Regions from separate parts of the Astyanax mexicanus genome. Here region 2 is linked to region 1. Evidence: chromatin contacts called from public Hi-C data. All regions are on one chromosome and are shown on one strand. Each heading gives the region's core, a stretch centred on a gene start, on an enhancer-like site or on the middle of the called end of the contact. The rest is flanking DNA. Distances are from core to core; before and after follow the strand shown.

Evidence for each region. Hi-C and Micro-C count contacts between places; a contact is called where the count stands out from the background.
Region 2: a Hi-C map of blood shows a contact between it and region 1, with 3 times the contacts expected there. The contact joins the enhancer-like site here to the promoter of clocka in region 1. A contact is called at or near these places in 3 of 3 Hi-C or Micro-C datasets (blood and muscle).

Annotation. Positions count from the first base shown.
Region 1 is chr1:64,026,501-64,029,338 of AstMex3_surface, forward strand. It overlaps clocka (clock circadian regulator a), which reads left to right and starts at 1,330. Exons shown (of 25, transcript XM_049481829.1): 1 at 1,330-1,441.
Region 2 is chr1:64,072,269-64,074,968 of AstMex3_surface, forward strand. It overlaps clocka (clock circadian regulator a), which reads left to right. Exons shown (of 25, transcript XM_049481829.1): 5 at 781-1,019; 6 at 1,130-1,221. The coding sequence starts at 1,202. Among protein-coding and RNA genes, the nearest start is that of LOC103022915, 45 kb to the right of the region's middle. Within about 2 kb of position 1,428, the one cell type or tissue checked has an H3K27ac peak away from gene starts, as active enhancers do.

The DNA of each region.
Region 1 (2,838 bases), core at 80-2,579:
ATGCATCAGAACATGAAGTATGAACATTTCTTTTATTTTGTTCATCTGTGGATGAGAGTAAAAACATTAGCATTAGCATTAGCAGTAGTTAATCATGTGGTGATGCTAAATATTTAATAAACATGTAATTGGTCATTTATCTGTGTTGTGTTTTTACTAATAAAAATAAAACCGCTGATAACTGTATTCTAAAACTGTAGGAAATCGCTTGTAATCTCACTATAGTAAGTGCGACTTTATGTCAGAAGTTTGTCTTCCACTGTAACGATTACAAAACACTTTTGTAAGACGAGCTCCACACACGCACCGCGAGCTGATTGGTCACTGGACGCGTCACTCATGTGGCTCCGCCCTTAATATTTTCGCGCGCTCTCTGCTCGTAGTCATGTTCGGTTGGCTCGCGCGTTTGACCTAATTGGCTCTCGCCCAAAAAGCGCAGAGCGACAGATGAGGGCCAAAGATTGGGAGCGTTTGTGTAACACGAACCGGGCAGAAAAGTAGAAAAAGAAAGTAGAAAAGTGGCCTTGTGACCACATTTAACACTGTTTATTACACAGGCAGCCGACCGGCTGATACAAAGAACAACAGCGCCGAGGTTTCAGCACAAACGCTTATTCTGAGTACATAACCAGTTTTATAGCTTCTTAAACATGAAGGCAGCGATCATCTGAGGTGATTGTTTTTTATGTATATAATTAATAAATACTATATATAGTATTTACCAATAGTATATTACTTTTACTATTACTATTACTACTTATACTACTACTACTACTACTACTACTACTACTACTAATAATAATAATAATAATAATAATAATAATAATAATAATAATTAATTTATATATTCATAAAATGTATGCTTCAGTCAGATTTTTTTTTCTGATTTTACACTACAGGTTAAAAGCTGCTGTAAGGCTGAAGGGAGCTGCTTCCGATTCTTTCTGTATAAACAAAAACAAAAAAAATCTACATTTTATAGATTACTTTATAAAAACAAATAAAACTGCCTTTTTCGGTTGTTATGTGGAAACAAAAACTCGTAATTGAGAATTGTTTAAGTATTTGAAGAATATTAGGGTTTTTTGTGCAATATTATCGCCCAGCCCTAGTATATATTTGTATGAGTTTTTTTTTCTTGTAATGTTTTTGTGCTTAGTTATCGGGTATTTAAAGATTTAAAGGCGCTGTGCTATCGCTAGTTAGCTGGGTTGGTATGTTCTGTGTACTGAAGCATCCATCCTCCGGGGTGCTGCTGCTCTGCTCTATACCGCCTGTGCGGCGGCGCTGGGCTTGTGTAGGCTGTCGCTCGGTGCGCGGTGCGCATGCGCGGGGGGAGCCCGAGGTAGGCCCTGCTGTTTTTCTAACTCCAGTCAATCCAACGCGGCCATCTAAACCAAAACACGGAGAGAGAAATCCCCCGCAGCGGCGAGCGAGCGAGGTAAGGAGCGGCGGACCTGCACCGCCGGGCTGCGCTTGTTATACGGCGGTAACGCGGGGAGGCGGGTCGGGCGGCGCGGGGCTGGCTGTAGTAAAGGCGGTGGATAGAGCAGGAGAACAGCGCGGTGTGTGTGAGAGAGAGTGTGTGCGTGAGTGTGAGTGTTTTTCTGATGCTCGCTGGGGAAGGAGCTGAAGGCCTGCTGACCCACATTTCGGTCTCGCTCAGTGAGACTACACGGCCAGGCTTACAGTGGCGCTCCGCAGCCCGCTAACGGAGCCCCGGCTAGGGGGCTGATCCGAGGCTGCCGCGCTGTTCGGCGGGTTGGTGTGGAGCTGGTTGACCCGGCGGACTGTGAAGTTTACCGCGGTGACTGGGGCTCGCAGTGACCCGGGCTGTTATCAGACCAGAGCGCTTCTAGGTCACACTTAAGCGCTGTAGCTGTGTGTCGTGTGCGGCTGTAAGGCTCTCTGCCCACACCAGCGGCGCTGTATTCTCTATATCATCTATATCCGAGCCGGGGGATCACAGCTAGCCTGGCTAACCTGCAGACAGACCCAGGTCCAGCGCCCCGGTCACCGCAGGGCTCCGCTCGCAGCAACCTGTTAGAGGGGCGGCACGGCCAGCGGCGGAGCCCCGCTCTCTGGCTATCTGACCGCGGCTGTAACGTTATTAGGCTAGTCCGGTGTTGTGTCCAGTCTAATGCTAGCTACCCTGTCAAACCGTGCCTCTACCCCTGTGCATAATGTTTATAGGCAAAAATTAACAAATAAAATAAAGCACTGTAAGTAATCATGCCCCTGTAGAAGTGTAACGTTAGCGAGTTAGGATATTTTGATTAAAGCACTGGCAATATAGTTAGCTAACAGGGTAAAGTTAAGGTAATAAATGTTATTAAATAGCCCGTTTCTTATAATGTCTAATTGTTTATTATTCTTAATTTAAGTAATATTCCTATTTTTATTGTTTAATGCACCCAATAATAATAATAATAATAATAATAATAATAATAATAATAAAAACAGAATAAACATGGAAAAACACACTAAAAACGTTAAATAATGCGGGTCAGCGCATGCGCACTGCCGGTAAAAAGCACATATCGAGGGGAATACAGCTCGTCGAAACGCCGGTTGGTTCACAGTTGAGCTCCCCGCCTGTGGACGGTGGAGGTGCCGGGGGAGGGTGCGTGCGCTGCGGTGTTGCGGCGCCGCTCTGGCTCCCGGAACATACCCCCCGATTCCCGCTCGCTCTATAGTGGAGTTAGCTCAGCTGCTTCTCCTCAGACGAATCTTCTCTAGCTCTGAGCAGCCTGAAGCCTTAAGCACCTGGGGAGGTCTGAGAGGACATCAGTTTAGGGCTGCGAATAACTAATGACTTATGGTAGTCGACTAATCTGA
Region 2 (2,700 bases), core at 178-2,677, 46 kb after region 1:
TATAAAGAATAAAATAACAATGCTGTTCCCTTGAACATGCAGGTCAGTATCCTCTGCTGAGAAGCACAAAAGCAGTGCTGTTAAGATACCAACGTGCCAAAGTTCAGAGCGCACCTGGCTCCTAAAGGGAATGACAACTGGCACACTGGTTTATTTCACATTACGCAGAAAAAACACCGCTGATTAATTAGGAGAATTAGTTAATGCCTTTTGTGTGTTTTGAGCCGCGCACAGCATGCTTTTTGTGACCTTGCGATACCAAAGACACACCGACACGCCCTAAATCAAGATGTGCAATGTGCAATTGACCAGTGCTGTATAGATCTCTAAAATAGGACCCATAGTGTCTTAAGTTTTCCAGCATTTTACCATTACCACATTACAAGTTTTGTGACTCTTGGTTTTGTTTTAGCACCAGTTTGAGGCTGTGTATTCAAGTCAAGTCAAGTTTTATTGTCAATACTGCATATGTGCAGGACATACAGAGAATTTAAATTACGTTACTCTCCTTCCCAATTTTACAGCAAGTACAGATAATAGATATAATAAAAGAGAATGGGAGACACTATGGGTACAATACAGCAGGGACAAAAATAGACGTACATGAGACAAAAACAAGGTGCAGTAGTGTGGGGGAGAAATAGATATATAAATATAAGTATAAAAAAAAAAATAAAATGGAAAAAAAAAATCACATCAAACCACTCTGAATTAACTAATGAATTGTATAGAAATATAAAAAAAGTGGAAACTAAATTGTGTGTTCTGTTTGAATCCTAGAAGGGGGATGTTGCTGACATGCGTGTCGCATGCTTACACTCTTCGAAAAGCGTTTCCAGAATGCGCCTGCTACAAGGACCCACAATCCACTTTTGACCTTTAACCTAAAGACCTCCACTGAAACCTCTTCACTCAACTCCAGAAACACACGGACACGTCCTCCCCTCTCAAAGCTGATCTTGAGGACCTTCGTCCATTGGCAAGCTTCTGATCCTCTCTTTGGGCAGGCAGCGCTGGAGGTTGGTCTGGTGTAGATCAGAATGTATGAATTGTCGTTGTTGTGGTGTGTGATGATGTTACAGCACTATAACCTATAAGTAATTTTTTTTCTTCTTTTTCTTTTGTGCAGGTTTATGTACAAATGTCTACCTCACGCCTAAAGCTCCTCTCTCTCCCACTCCAGCCCTGAACATACTACAAAATGACCTCCAGTATAGACCGGTGAGTCCTGCACCTTCACAGCACTCCACTCGAGAGTGAGAGTGGCCACATTTAAACCTTAATCTTTGCGCCTGCAATCTCAACAACTGTCCTTCCCTTTAACCTACGCCTCAACTCCTTTACCATGACAACCATTGAACCGGCTCGACACGTGCCCGTCCTGGGCGGGCTCTGCGGGACACGAACTGTCTAACTGGTCAATCCTGCTGAGTGACATTTGGACGAGCCTTTGTGTGTCTGCTGTATGGAATTTCCATGGCTAATCCCAGGATTAGCGTCTAGCACAGCAGTGCCCCACTTTGCTCAGTTTCCTTTTACTGCAGGTTTTCACTGCAGGTAAAGCTGGAGACTGCACCTTCAGGAGCAGGCTGATATTAGTAGGGTGTCATCTAGGTCTAAAGTGATGGTGCAAAGTCAATAATGCAATTATCATACAATATATGAACATTAAACTCAGTCATACCTACAGACCCCTATATCCCCTATTACTATTTTAATTTTAAATGAATAAACATGCATGTCAAAAGCAGTTTAACTTAATTTTTAGTCTACTTTTTTTTTTTTTTTTTTTTTTTTTTTTTTTTAAACGTTCACTTCACTTTTAAAGGTTGTGTGATTGCATTATTATTATTATTATTATTATTATTATTATTATTATTATGCTATCACATCTTCTATATATGTCAACATGGTCTTTTAAATAATAATTTTGTTTCTGGAACAATATAAGGTATTATTAAAACAAAGAGTTATCATCATGGGCCTCGTGTCCGCTATTAATTTGTATTAGTTTGGTTGTTCAAGTAGATAAAGTAGTAAAAAGAGACTCCGACTTGTTCTGGATTAAAAAGGGTTCTAAATAGATTTAAAATGTAAATGTAGTCCAGGACTAGGCTGAATCCTTGTTTGGGAATCTGGCCCACAGCGTTTCCCAAAATAAACCAGTCAATAAAAATCTCAACACACAGAGAATTTTTTAACTGGATTTTTTAAGTGGATTCCTGACCAGTAAGTGAAACTCTTCTGGTGCTGGGAAGGTTTAACTGGGGGTGTAGATCAAATGATTAGCCTAGAGATTTCTGTAGTTCCTGGAAATATTTTCAATAGTTCTCTGAACTCAGAGTTCCCAGTCTGGTGGTAGTCCAGTTTGAACTGGTCTTGCAGTAATGTAATAACAGAACCTGGCAAAAGAAAAGCGTACCTATTTAGAGTGTGCAGAAAACAAGGCATGAATTGCCTTTCTTAATTTTTAAAGTTCAACACAGGGCTACTGTAATCTTCAGCATACAATTTAAAAATCCAATATTAATTTAAAGTACTTTAGAGGAGACGGCATGATTTGAGTCTCTGATAGCATTTGGTAAATTAAATAAGTCTGTTGCTGTTTTTCTGGGTATTTGTTTTTTTATTTGTTTAAACCTGCTTAATTTTAGTCTTGCTTGATTAAAACTTACGAAACTTGCTTGTTTACAACAGGAG